4 separate regions of the Mus musculus genome follow, and all the other regions are linked to region 3. Evidence: chromatin contacts called from public HiCAR-type and promoter capture Hi-C data. All regions are on one chromosome and are shown on one strand. Each heading gives the region's core, a stretch centred on a gene start, on an enhancer-like site or on the middle of the called end of the contact. The rest is flanking DNA. Distances are from core to core; before and after follow the strand shown. Region 1 holds the start of Snx5 (sorting nexin 5). Region 2 holds the start of Sec23b (SEC23 homolog B, COPII coat complex component). Region 3 holds the start of Xrn2 (5'-3' exoribonuclease 2). Region 4 holds the start of Dtd1 (D-tyrosyl-tRNA deacylase 1).

Evidence for each region. Promoter capture Hi-C pulls out the DNA fragments that hold promoters and counts their contacts. HiCAR-type assays count read pairs that join an accessible place to other places.
Region 1: a HiCAR-type map of astrocytes shows a contact between it and region 3, with 2.9 times the contacts expected there. The contact joins the promoter of Snx5 here to the promoter of Xrn2 in region 3. A contact is called at or near these places in 1 of 39 promoter capture datasets (liver) and 1 of 115 datasets of contacts at active chromatin or transcription factors (astrocytes).
Region 2: a promoter capture Hi-C map of pre-B cells shows a contact between it and region 3, with 6 times the contacts expected there. The contact joins the promoter of Sec23b here to the promoter of Xrn2 in region 3. A contact is called at or near these places in 4 of 39 promoter capture datasets (the 3T3-L1 cell line, liver and pre-B cells) and 1 of 115 datasets of contacts at active chromatin or transcription factors (astrocytes).
Region 4: a contact with region 3 is called in a promoter capture Hi-C map of liver, with 6 times the contacts expected there. The contact joins the promoter of Dtd1 here to the promoter of Xrn2 in region 3. A contact is called at or near these places in 3 of 39 promoter capture datasets (the 3T3-L1 cell line, liver and pre-B cells).

The regions. Positions count from the first base shown.
Region 1 is chr2:144,269,545-144,272,353 of GRCm38.p6, reverse strand. It overlaps Snx5 (sorting nexin 5), which reads left to right and starts at 1,452. Exons shown (of 14, transcript NM_001199188.1): 1 at 1,452-1,653; 2 at 1,895-1,977. The coding sequence starts at 1,927. Mgme1 (mitochondrial genome maintenance exonuclease 1) reads right to left here and starts at 1,450. Exons shown (of 5, transcript NM_028984.5): 1 at 1,282-1,450; 2 at 1-439. The coding sequence starts at 374.
Region 2 is chr2:144,554,430-144,557,607 of GRCm38.p6, reverse strand. Sec23b (SEC23 homolog B, COPII coat complex component) reads right to left here and starts at 1,379. Exons shown (of 20, transcript NM_001252544.1): 1 at 1,284-1,379. It overlaps Gm34292 (a long non-coding RNA gene), which reads left to right and starts at 973. Exons shown (of 1, transcript XR_003953925.1): 1 at 973-3,178.
Region 3 is chr2:147,011,317-147,014,307 of GRCm38.p6, reverse strand. Xrn2 (5'-3' exoribonuclease 2) reads right to left here and starts at 1,309. Exons shown (of 30, transcript NM_011917.3): 1 at 1,112-1,309. The coding sequence starts at 1,186.
Region 4 is chr2:144,598,407-144,601,237 of GRCm38.p6, reverse strand. It overlaps Dtd1 (D-tyrosyl-tRNA deacylase 1), which reads right to left and starts at 1,285. Exons shown (of 6, transcript NM_025314.3): 1 at 1,147-1,285. The coding sequence starts at 1,189.

The DNA.
Region 1 (2,809 bases), core at 203-2,702, 2.7 Mb after region 3:
CTTTGCAAAGGGATCTTCAAAGGGCTTGAAGAAGCATCTGTGTGTGGTTTCCCGGTTCTCTCTTCATTGAAGATAGGAAAGCAGTGTTGTGGGACTCTGGCCTGTGGCTCCGGCTCTGCAGCCTTATGCTTACTCACTGGTCCATACAGTACATCATCTTCCTTGAACAACGACTCTGGAGTCTGGGCCGGGCCTCTGGACAAGACAGAGCGTACTAAACGAGAGTACTTCGCTTGGTCTACTGCTTCGTAAGAGTTTTTCTTCTTCTGGCTACACAAATAAGAGAAAGTGGAGAAACTCACAGGAGGGCTTGCTTTTACAGAAAATCTGTTTAACCTGCTAAGCAGCCTGCAGAAGGTCAGAGGCAGTTTCATTTTTAGACTTCGCCCCTCTAACTTTTCTCTAGTCTGGAAAGTTTAAAAGTGTGTTCTGTTCGTATCTGAAAAAAAAAAAAAAGTGGTGTTAGGTTTAAGACATTTTCTATATTAAAACCATCAAATTGAAAATCACACAAGAGCCGGGTGTGGTGGCGCACGCCTTTGATCCCAGCACTTGGGAGGCAGAGGCAGGTGGATTTCTGAGTTAGAGGCCAGCCTGGTCTACAAAGTGAGTTCCAGGACAGCCAGGGCTACACAGAGAAACCCTGACTCAAAAAACCAAAAAACAAAAACAAAAAAACCCACAAGAACATTAAAAGTGCATACACTAAACTTTTGACGTTTCCAAAAAAAAAGAGAAAATCATTCCCAAGTAAGATTCATGAAAATTGTAAGTGGCTTTTGTTCAATGTTAATGTGTTGGCCGTTTCGGATATGACACCTTAAATCTGAATGTGACAAGGCCTGGAGGCATAGACCAGGAAACTTAAGTTACTTGGGTGGCTGAGGCAGTATGAAATTGAGATTTTGGGTTAGCTTGGCTTTGTCTCTAGAAACAAAACAACTACAATCTGCCCCCCCCCAACAAATTCACAAGTCTTAATTAACAGTTAAACACCTACATCTACATACCAAACTCTTACTAAATATTCTGTATGGGCATCGCTCATCTATTCCTCACGCCGCCCTTTAAAAAGTGGGTGCTACTGTGACCTCGTGGTCCAGACTCGGGACATGTCGCAAGTGGGTCTGCACAGCCCATCCAACGTTAATTCCAGAAAATGATCTCTGCAGGTGTCTCCCATGGCTGCGACAGGACAAGCGTGGCCCTTCGTGCCCGAGTTTGGATAGGGAAGAGAGTATTTAAATAGAAGGTCGGTCAGCGGCAGGGTTCTAGCTGTACCTGAGATGCCACCACGCTGTAACACCCAGCCCGCAAACAACCCTCTCGGGACCCGTACTTTCATCGGTCCCGCGCTTTCCCAAAGCGAGGCGGCCCCAGCATGCACTACGGCGTTCCCGTCGCACCTGTGAGGCGCCATCCCCTCCACGCCCCCGAAGCAGAAGCGCGGGCGCCGTCAAGCCGCGCGTTGTCGCGCTCACGAGATCTCGCGCACGTCACCGCCGCTCGCCATCTTGGACTCTGGCTGAGCCATAAATTGCCCGGGCCGCGGTGCGCGTCCTTTCTCGAGGCGTGCCTCGCCGGCGGAGGGTTCGGAGCCCGCGTTCCCGTCGCGGCCCTCCGGTGCTGGTGTCCGCGTGGCGCGGAGCGAGGGTAGGCTCCCCGCGTAGCTTCTATTGCCCGGCTCCAAGATGGACGGCCGCGGGGACGGGGGAGGCCGCACTGGGGGAGCACGTGGCGTGCCGCTCGCTGGCCTGCGCCCGGGGCTGCTGGGATGGTGGCGGAGTCCCGCGGCCTCCAGCCGCCGTCCGGCAAGGAGGCCGGCGGAGGCGGGGCCGCGGCCGCCCCTGAAAGGCGCCCCGGCGGCGGCCCAGCCTCTTCTTTCCTCGCACAGCCACACGGCCCCTGCTCGAGGCCCGCGTCGCCATGGCCGCGGTTCCCGAGTTGCTGGAGCAGCAGGAGGAGGACCGCAGCAAGGTGAGATCCCTTCCTCGCTCGCTACCTGGGCTGGAGGTTCCCGCCGGCCTCCTTGGGCTGGGTGGATCTTCTCTGGGGCTCGGACCCCAGCAAGATCCCGAGGTTTTCCCTCAACCACCCCTTTAGAGATGGCTTTCCAACGGGGTGTCTCTGCACGCTCATTCTCTGACCAAGGAGACCCAGACAAGTGGGACCCCACTTCTTGAGCTCTCGGTGGGAAGCTGACCGACGCTCTGCCAGTCATTCGACTGAGGCTAATCCTCTGAAGCCCTTAGGAGCGTGGTTTTTTTTTTTTTCTTTTTTCTTTTGCTCCTAAAACTTAAATCGACTACATGGTAATTGGAAAGTGGATCAAAGTTTCGTTTGCTATTCCTATCTCCTTTTAAGAAAATGGCCTTTTCGTTTAAAATAGTGGGGAGATTTCTAACGAGTATCTGTATGTAGCATGGTTTTTGCAACTTGGGAACGCTAAATGTGTCCTCGTGGGAGTTGTAATTTTTAGTAAATCCTGTGTGTTGATATAACCCTCGGGCTGCAAATATCTTGAGGACTAATGCAATAAACAGGGATTGCTATACGGGCAATAAAGGATTCTACTTTTATTGGCTCTTTAAACTTGAATTTTCCACCGCACAGGTAGGTTATGAGTCAGTTTTGTGGACAAAATCGTCAGTAATATGGGAGCTCTTAGATTTTAATAAGAGCTGAATTAAGATTTCATTTTAAGTACCTTTGAATGGGCAAACATTTTTTTTTTTGTTTTTGTTTTTGTTTTTCGAGACAGTTTCTCTGTATATCCCCGGCTGTCCTGGAACTCACTTTGTAGACCAGG
Region 2 (3,178 bases), core at 130-2,629, 2.5 Mb after region 3:
GGTGCACACACATGCAAATGACATGTTTAAGCAAGTAGACTGTTAAAAAAAGGAAAGCCAGAAAACTGAACTGAAGAAGAAGAAGAAGAAGAAGAAGAAGAAGAAGAAGAAGAAGAAGAAGAAGAAGACGACGACTAAACCTGTGAAATGAGAATGGAAGCATATTCTTGTAATTTCCATATTTGGGAGGCTGAGGCAGAATCAAGAGAGTACAAAGCCTCCTGGGTTACATAGGGATAGATATAGATATATAGATATATCCTGCAAATAATTTGGGTGAGGACAATTTTACATACCCAGAAAAGCAAATTAATTATTCTACCATACAGACTCTATACAACAAAGTCCCAAATGTCTGTTCCAACTGAAACTCTTAACACATCTACTTGTTAGTTCTGGCAAATACAAGAAGATAAAACCCTAACTACACAGAAAGCACTTAGGCGCCTGGGAGCGGGGGTGGGGGTGGGGGGTAGTAAATAAGTCACAGCACATTCTAACATCGCCATTTCCAGCAGTTACTTCAGCAAACCCCATTAAATAATGGTAACCCCTCTATAAAGTTCTTTACGTAAATGTATAAGTCCCCGAGTATCAACATATTAACACCTGCTCCTATTTCCCACTGCCTCCTTTCCTCGATTTATTCTAAACCAGCTTCTTAATCCTAAACACGTAATCCACAGAGGCTTTCAGTGAATTCATGAATCCTCTGACGTTCTATGTATTTTTATTAAATTCTATGTGCTGAGAAAAATGCTCCTATCAAACTCTCAACGAGTAAGGGTATCTGAAGAGGTAAATAGCCGAATGGATGAATGACTGAGTGAATGAAGAGAGAATGAATGAATGAGTGAGTGGATAAAAGAAAGGCATCCAATAAAATATCTTAGCCCCTCTAAGCTCTCCAGGACATAACTTTCCAGGACTTAGTAACCATCTGTAGACACAGTTAAATACCTAATCCTGTACTGAAGATCTGGTTTCTGGTTTCACTTATCACAAAGCAAAACTCAAGGTTTTCATGGGGATTCGGTCCTTCCGGATGTTCGAGTCACCACCACCAACACCCCAATTCCGAGGGCTAAGGAGTCAGAAACCGGCCGTCGGCTCTCAGGCACGGCGCGGACGAGTCACTCTGAGCCGGCTTCTGGGTCATCAACTCTCTCTGATTCTTCCCATAAGCAAGCCCACCTTGCCTCGGCCTGTCTGGCTTCGGCCCTCCTCCTATGCGCCCCTTCACCATTGCAGAGCCAGCCGCTCACCTGTCCGGAGCCACTCACCGGGACTGAACCTTCCGCGCCCCACGGACACCAGAGCTCAACTCCGGCTTCCACCGCCAAGTCCACCTCAGCTCACAGTCGATTGGTCACCGCTCCGAAACGTCATTTCGCGGCGCCATGCTCTAGCCAATCAGAGAGCGCTTCTCTGGCTGACCCGAGAAAGTGAAACAGTCAGAAAAGCTGCGCCTCCATCTTTGAATAGGGCAAGGCTGTGGTTTCTCACCCAACAAACTTTAGAATGTAGAATTCCTCAGGATACATACTTTCTTGAATATATCCTGAAATTTTTCTCCTTCACAGAACCTCGGCGCCTGCGGAACCGTCATCCAAATGCATCCAGCACTCCTCAGGGGACCGCCCTGACACAACATGACGTCTGTTTGCCTCAGGGGGAAGTCCCTCTCATCGCCTAGCTACCGGGAAGCGAGAAGAGGGACGCGTAGCCCGGAGTTGTCCGGAGAGGCCCTCAGCCTGCGGGAAGGGGCTAGGAGGGGACAGAGAGTCTCGGCCGCTAGTTGGTGATCTTTTTGAGCTCAGCAAGTGCGGGTGCGGGTCCTCTCTTCGCGGTACAAAACTTTCCCTTCTCGTTGCTGCTGTGGTTTCTGTGCTCAATAAAAACTGTTTCTGGTGAACATCCTCCTGCCATTCCCCAGCAAGGAAGTGAGTAATTGGGGATGGTCTTATTCAGACACTTAAGGAAACTATCAGAGTCCGTTTTGATGGGTAACACAGCTTTTTCTGTGACCGCCGCAGTCATTTTTACACTTTCTTACAAGTGGCAAAAATAAATAAATAAATAAATAGCAGCAAATTCAGCGAGTGTGTAGTGCCTGCAGCGGCCAGAAGAATCTATTGTGTATCCTCTAACACGGGTGCTAGGAACTGAACTCCAGCAGTATACACATAGCCACTCAACCAACCCTTCATCCCGCCAACTAAAATCTTACAGTTATGCTAAGACATGTTATTCAAAGAGTACCCATTAAATAACCCAGTTTCCTACTAATGCAAACTTTTCTTTAAGACAGAGCCTAGCTGTAGGTTTGGCTGGCCTGGAACTCAGGAAGCCCTGCTTTCTTCTATCTTCCTATGCCTCCTCAATTTAAAAGCACACGCCATCACACCCGGCTAAATCAAACTTTTTGACGTCTATAAATCATAGGGACTTAAGTTTAAATAGGTGGTACTATAAAATATTACTGTTTGCATTACAATCTTTAAAATAAATTTACATTTTCTCATCATCATAAACATAACAATGTTAATGATGGCATGTTTAAAACCTTAAATTATGTTTGGGAAATGCAGTTATCTCTTCCTAAGGTAAAATGTAAAATAAAATATACATGTTCGTTATATCTAACGCTGAAAAAAAGAAGTCGCTTTTTAAATAACAAACACTAATATGATTTTATTTGTCAAATATTTCCCTTTCAATTTTTGGACCTGGATTATTTCTACACTAGTAATTTCTGTAGAGAGGATTTTTTTTTAATTGCATGTTCAAAATATACAAGATTGAATGTCCTTACTTGGGGGAATTTAGAAGTATTTTATTTATATAAGAGAATACTTGCAGGGCAATAGTGGTGCATGCCTTTAATCGAAGCACTCAGGAGGCAGAGTCAAGGAGATGTCTGTGAGTTCCAGGCCAGCCTAGTCTACAGAGTTAATTCCAGGACAGCCAGGGCTACACAGAGAAACCTTGTCACGAAAAACAAAACAAACAAAGTACTTGTTTCTGTAACACAGATCTTTTAATTGGAGAAATATAATAATTTAACTTATTGTGACTCAACGCGGGTAGCAAGATATCCTGTTCTCTCACAGAAACAGATGTAAGTCTTTTCGTTTTCATTCTAGCCAGGCAGACACACTGACATATAAAGAACATA
Region 3 (2,991 bases), core at 60-2,559:
AAAGTATGTGCCACGCCTTGGCCCGATATACGTTTAAACGAGTTCTCCGTTAAATTACAAATTTTACCGTCAGATTTATGGATTAGCATTAGAAAAACTGGGGTGGTGGTGAATAAATAGCTAATTCCTCTTCTACCCAAAATTAGATAGACCTAAAACCGATAAATCAAACTTAACCATATTAAGAGACACAACCAAAACAGTTCAAAGTGTCTGTTACGAAAAAGTGGCTCTCCCTTTGGAAGACCCCCCCCCCCCAGGAGAACACAATGTTTATAAAGAAATAATGGTTCAGCTTAGCAATTTGTCTTTGGAGAACACAAAAATATACTAGGATTGTCACCAAAACAAAGCTTTTGGTTTCTTCTAAGACAGGAAGTGAGAAAGTAAATAACTTCAGCGGGAGAAATAGGTTCTTGGAGAGAGGCGGTTCTAAAGCCGAAAGTGGGAGGGGACACATGTGCCCGGAACTTTTCCAATCCAGAAATTCTAACTTAGAGTACAAAGTCGAACTCGACAGAATTACGCGAACGACAAAAGCAACACTCACGAATCGGAACGACTTAAAAGTCTGCCTGTAAACTAGCAAACTAACGGAGGCAGGAAGTGAAACACAGCGAGCTGCCCGGCATTCGTACAGCAAAGCCCGCCAGGGAGAAAGAGCGCTCCCCTAGCCTAGTCCTTCGTAACTAGCTGCTGCCCGCGCACGCTTAACTGCAACAAATGGCCAGGCTCGGGTGGAAAACAAGCGATCCAGCCAACGGGAACTCCGGGCTCAAGACAGTGGACCAACCAGCGGTCCCTACCCTGCCAACCTTGCTGCCCGCGCTAGGGGGGCTGACTAGCCTGGGCGCCCTTTGGAGCTCAGTGAGCGGCGCGGAGGGAACAAAGCCGTGGGCGGAGCCTGGGGTGCCCCGCTTCGCAGGCGGGGGAGGAGCCGCCCAAGCCCCCAAAGCCCCCTACTCGCCCTCGCTCCGCCCAGACCGCCTCCGGAACCGCGAACCCGCGAAGCGGCCCGTGAGGCAGCTTGGGGCGGGCGCCCATCCCCGAGGGCCTCGGCCTAGACCTGCCACGCCGGGTCCCCACTCCGGCGTACTGGCCGCCTCCTCACCTTCTCCTCCACGCAGTTGACAATGATGGACGGGTACTTGCGGCTGAGCCAGCGGAAGAACGCCGGGACTCCCATGACCAGCGGGCAGCTCGAAACAGCAGCCGGGCCAGCGGGAGAGTGTAACCAACGAGACTAGCAGGAGCGGCAGCCGCGGGCACCAGCACTTCCTCCCACGTGCGTTCAGCGGCCGGAAGTTACGTCATACCACCACCGCGGGGGATGCAGGGAAAGGAGCTCGGTTAAGTGGAAGTTCATTTAGACTGCCGGAGTGGAGGCCCGGCTGGGCGAGCTGTAGACCTGGCTCGCCGCGTTCTCTGGTAAAGCCTTTGAGAGCCGACTCCTGGCGGATGCCTTCTCCGGCAATCCAGCCAAGAGCGCCGGCCACATTAGGCCCGCAGCCGCAAAGTCCTTGTGTGGCCGAGACTTTGGAAAGGCGTGGCCTATCTTACTTCCTTTCTCACAATCAGTCTTGAGCTGAATAGAAGCATCTACACTCTAGTTTCCATTTCCTGGTTTCTCTCATTTCTATGCTGCTGTGCCTGGCCGAACTATGAAAAAGCATCCTCAAGTGTTTTGCAATTTTTTTTTAAAATCTGCTTTGCATAAGCAACTTTTTAAAAATATGTTTAAGATTTATTTTTAGTTACGCAATGTGTGTATATGTACATGTGGCTTTGTGAACGAGTGCTGGTACCTGTGGAGGCCAGAGGTTTCAAATCCCCTGGAGCTGGAGTTACAAACAGCAGTATTCAGCCTGCTGTGGCTGCCAGCAATCAAACTCTACTTTGGAAAAACAGCATGAACGCTTTACTGCTGAGCCATCTCTCAGCCCAACGAGGTCACTTTAAACAGTTGCAGAGTCTAGCCAAAATTTGCTAATATCACGTTCTAGCATTTATTGAGTACCTGTGATGTGCTTAGGCAAGGAACTAAAGAATTTTCTTATTTAATCACCAGTTGAGCCTTCTGTGCTGGCTGGCCGTGTCATTTGGGTGACTCCAGTGTAAAAAATATTCTCCAAACAGAAAAAGCAGTTTATTAGATTACGTGCATGCAGCAGGCAGGAAAGTAAAAAGCTAAAAGGGGCTTGTTTTGAGGAAGCCTGTTTCTATGTGGGCAGTAACAGCCTGGCCTTGAGGCAGTGATTGTTTGCCTGAGTCAGGCACAGTGTAACAACTCCACCCATCCTGTGGTCTTGCTCTACCGTTTTTGGGGGGGGTTTGGTTTTTTGTTTTTGTAACACAGATAACGGGTTATCAAAGAGCTAAATTGCTTGCTTATTCATACTGCTTGTATTTCACTTTAACCAAGGGTCATTTAATCCTCTGTTCTCAACCAACATGATATTTGTATCCCTTCTTTTCTGGTGGCTTCAAATGTACCCTGTCATATCCCCCATCCCACCTGCAGCATATGAAAGAAGTCTAGAAAGAGGAGGGAGGTATCTGCCCATTTGCTCAAGCTTGAAAGTCTCTTCCCTGAATCCCCCCTAGGCCTGACAAATCACAATCACAAAGGCTCACCTTAAGAGACCTCTAAAGTGTTTCTCTGCTGCTTGTCAGGCAGTAAAGGTTGCCCCTTCCTCAATGGTTTAATGACTTCATTTAAATGCTAATGTAGAGGTAACTTAAATGCTTAGAGAGGTAGCTAGCCTATGTTTAGTTTTAGAATAGTGTATATATACACATATGTGTGTGTACACGTATATGTGTTTGTGTGTGTGTGTTTAAGAATATTATTTGGAAATAGCCCCTTCTTAAGAGTTTGTGTCCTCTGGGATGTGCTATGTTCTTTTTTTTTTTTTTTTTTTTTTTGGTTTTTCGAGACAGGGTTTCTCTGTATAGCCCTGGCTGTCCTGGAGCTCACTTTGTAGACCAGGC
Region 4 (2,831 bases), core at 36-2,535, 2.4 Mb after region 3:
CTTGGCATCTGACCTGAAAATGTACTTCTGCCTCTATAAACACAGCTGGGCAATGGTGGTAGACACCTTTAATCCCAGCACTTGGGAGGCAGAGGCAGGTGGATCTGTGAGTTCAAGGCCAGCCTAGTCTACGGAGTGAGTTCCTGGCCAGACAAGGCTAAACAGAGAAACCCTGTCTCGAAAAGGAAAGAAAGAAAGAAAGAAAGAAAGAAAGAAAGAGAGAAAGCAAGCTAGCTAAATGAGTGATGGGTAGACTTGCTGCCAAGCCTAATTCCATGAGTTGAATCCCAAGGACCCACATGGTGGTGGCACATCTAAATTGTTCTCTGGCCTGTTACACACAGAAACACACACACCAAATAAATAAATGTATTTATTTCTTTAACTTAAAAGACTAAAAGAATGGCACCAGTCGTTTCTATTTTTTTAACACTTTTCAAATAACTACAGTAGCTGGATCCTGAATATTTCAACTAGCCTCCCACATTCAACTGATGGCTAATGGCTGAGCATCTGGGTCTATATTAATTAATGGGAAAGAGAAGCACGTCATCTTGAATTCTGTGGTTCTGACCCATGGCTGAAGGTTCAGAGACCGACATCCAGGTGCAAGCAAGGGATGTTCTGCACCCAGTGAGGATGCCAGCAGATATTTGCTCAAAGCTGCCAGAGCTCAAACAATTAGCAATTCCTCCGTCTGTCCATTTTATCATGAGCCAAGTTCTATTTTAAAAAGAAAAGATATGCAAAAGGGGGTTGTTAAAATGCTACATCTCAGACAGAGCGGTGGATAAACGAGCGATTCCGCTCCGGAAATCTCCCCTATGTGTTGTTTGTGCAACAGTGCATTCAACAACGGGCCCTGGGGATGCTCACAGGTTCTGGCACCTTGTCTGTGAGGAACACACACACACACTCACAAAGATAATGATGATGATTATAATGGTGATGACGACGGAGATGAGGGTTTATGTAGCAACGAAAGCACGGAGCCTGAACCCATGAGCGGCCAGGCACGTGCCGGATCTTCTCGGCCACGGCGCTGCCCAGAGGCTGCCCGGTAACTCGGGGCTGCGGGGAACCCTCACACGGAACAGCGGGTCGCGGGGGTCAGAGGCTGCTCTCTCCCCGGCCCGCCCGACTGACCTGTGACGCTAGCCCGAGTGACGCGCTGCACCACGGCCTTCATGGCGGCGGCTGTAGCGACTGGAATTTGCTGTGTGGTCAGACCTTGCGACTCCGCCGGTGGCTCCTCGACCGGCGCCCTCTACCGGCAACACCGGAAGAGCTCCGTGAGGACCCATTCCACAGAGCTGCGTCCCGCCCACGTCGGCCACACCTATCCAATTGGCCCCGCCCATGTCAATCACCCTCACCTGTCACCTATGCATAACCTAGTCCATTTGTGGTAGGCGCCGCCCTATCCACCCCTGAACTCCTTCTTAAGCACTATAGTCCCAAACTGCCAGCCTAGTCTCCACTATGTCCAGACACTCATTAATTTCTGCTCCAGTTTCTTTCTCTTTCAGTTTTACCCTTAAGTTTTTTTCCTGCTTTTCTCCCTCTTTTCCAATCCTCCGGTCACAGATTTTCCAAAATCTTCACTTGTTCTGTAGCCTCAGCAGCAATCCTGTTGCTAAAAACAAAAGGACCTGCTGCTAACATAGCCATTTAACTACATAACTATTGATTTACCTTAGACACAATAGTTAATAGGTCTATCAGTCTAGAATTCTAATTCCTTCCTAATACAAATCTAATACTTAGCCCTATCATAGGGTTGTTAGGAAATTTGGATGGGCTGTAAAGATGCTTAGATGGCTGCAAAGAACTGTATAGCTATTACTGTACTAAGTTTTCATCACTAAAAAATAACATCTTCATAGTCCAGTGGTAGTCCATGTGTTTATAATTAAACAAAGAAAAAGAAGAATGGGGGGGGGGGGAGATAGTCCCAGCTACTTGAGATGAAGCGGGAAAGTGTTTTAAGTCCATGAGTTCAAGACCACCAATGTGGGCAATGTAATGAGACTTTCCCTTAAAAACGAAATAGGAGTATCAGAAAAAGTTCACCCATTTCAGAGTGTCTTTGCTTTGAACGCCTCTTCCAGGATTAGCAGATTCAGAAAAGCATTTGTTAGAAAGCAATTTGATAGAACTGTTATTTGGCCCGAAATACTCTAAGGAATGGTGGTTGAACATCTGTGATCCAAGCATTCTGGAGGCTGCAGTATGAGGATCACGCTGAAGTTCAAGGCCAGCATGAAATACAGAGTGAGATGTTGCTTTCCCCCTCACCCCCCCAAAAAAACAAAAACAAAAACAAAAAAGGCCTAGAAATGTGTATTATTGTGGGGTATCCATCAGATAAGACTACTCAGACCGGGGTTAAGCCAGTAGAAAGTCTTTATTAGCCAACTGGCAACTACACTGGGTGTTCAGGATCTCATTAAAGCTCAGATTCTTTTAGAGTGAGCATTTAAGCAAAAAAAAAAAAAAAATTCCTCGGTTGACATACTTCAGTTAATAAGCACAGTTAGGCTAAAGCAATTACAGAAGTCAAAAGGCAAGCTTAGTGCATTTGATAGATTCGGTCTTCCTTTTCACTCTGGCAAGTGGTACTATCTACATACTGAGTTTTATGGAGTCAGTTGTGCTAAGGACTGGGAGCCTTTTATATTATGCTTAAATATTAAATAGTGAATGCAAAATTGCATGAGTTAAATTGTCAAGGATACCACCAGCAGCAGCAGCAGCAAGATCAATGGGTGTCAGTCACATGCTTCCTGATATTGAAGGATACAGTGGTAATTCTGCAACAACAAAACTTA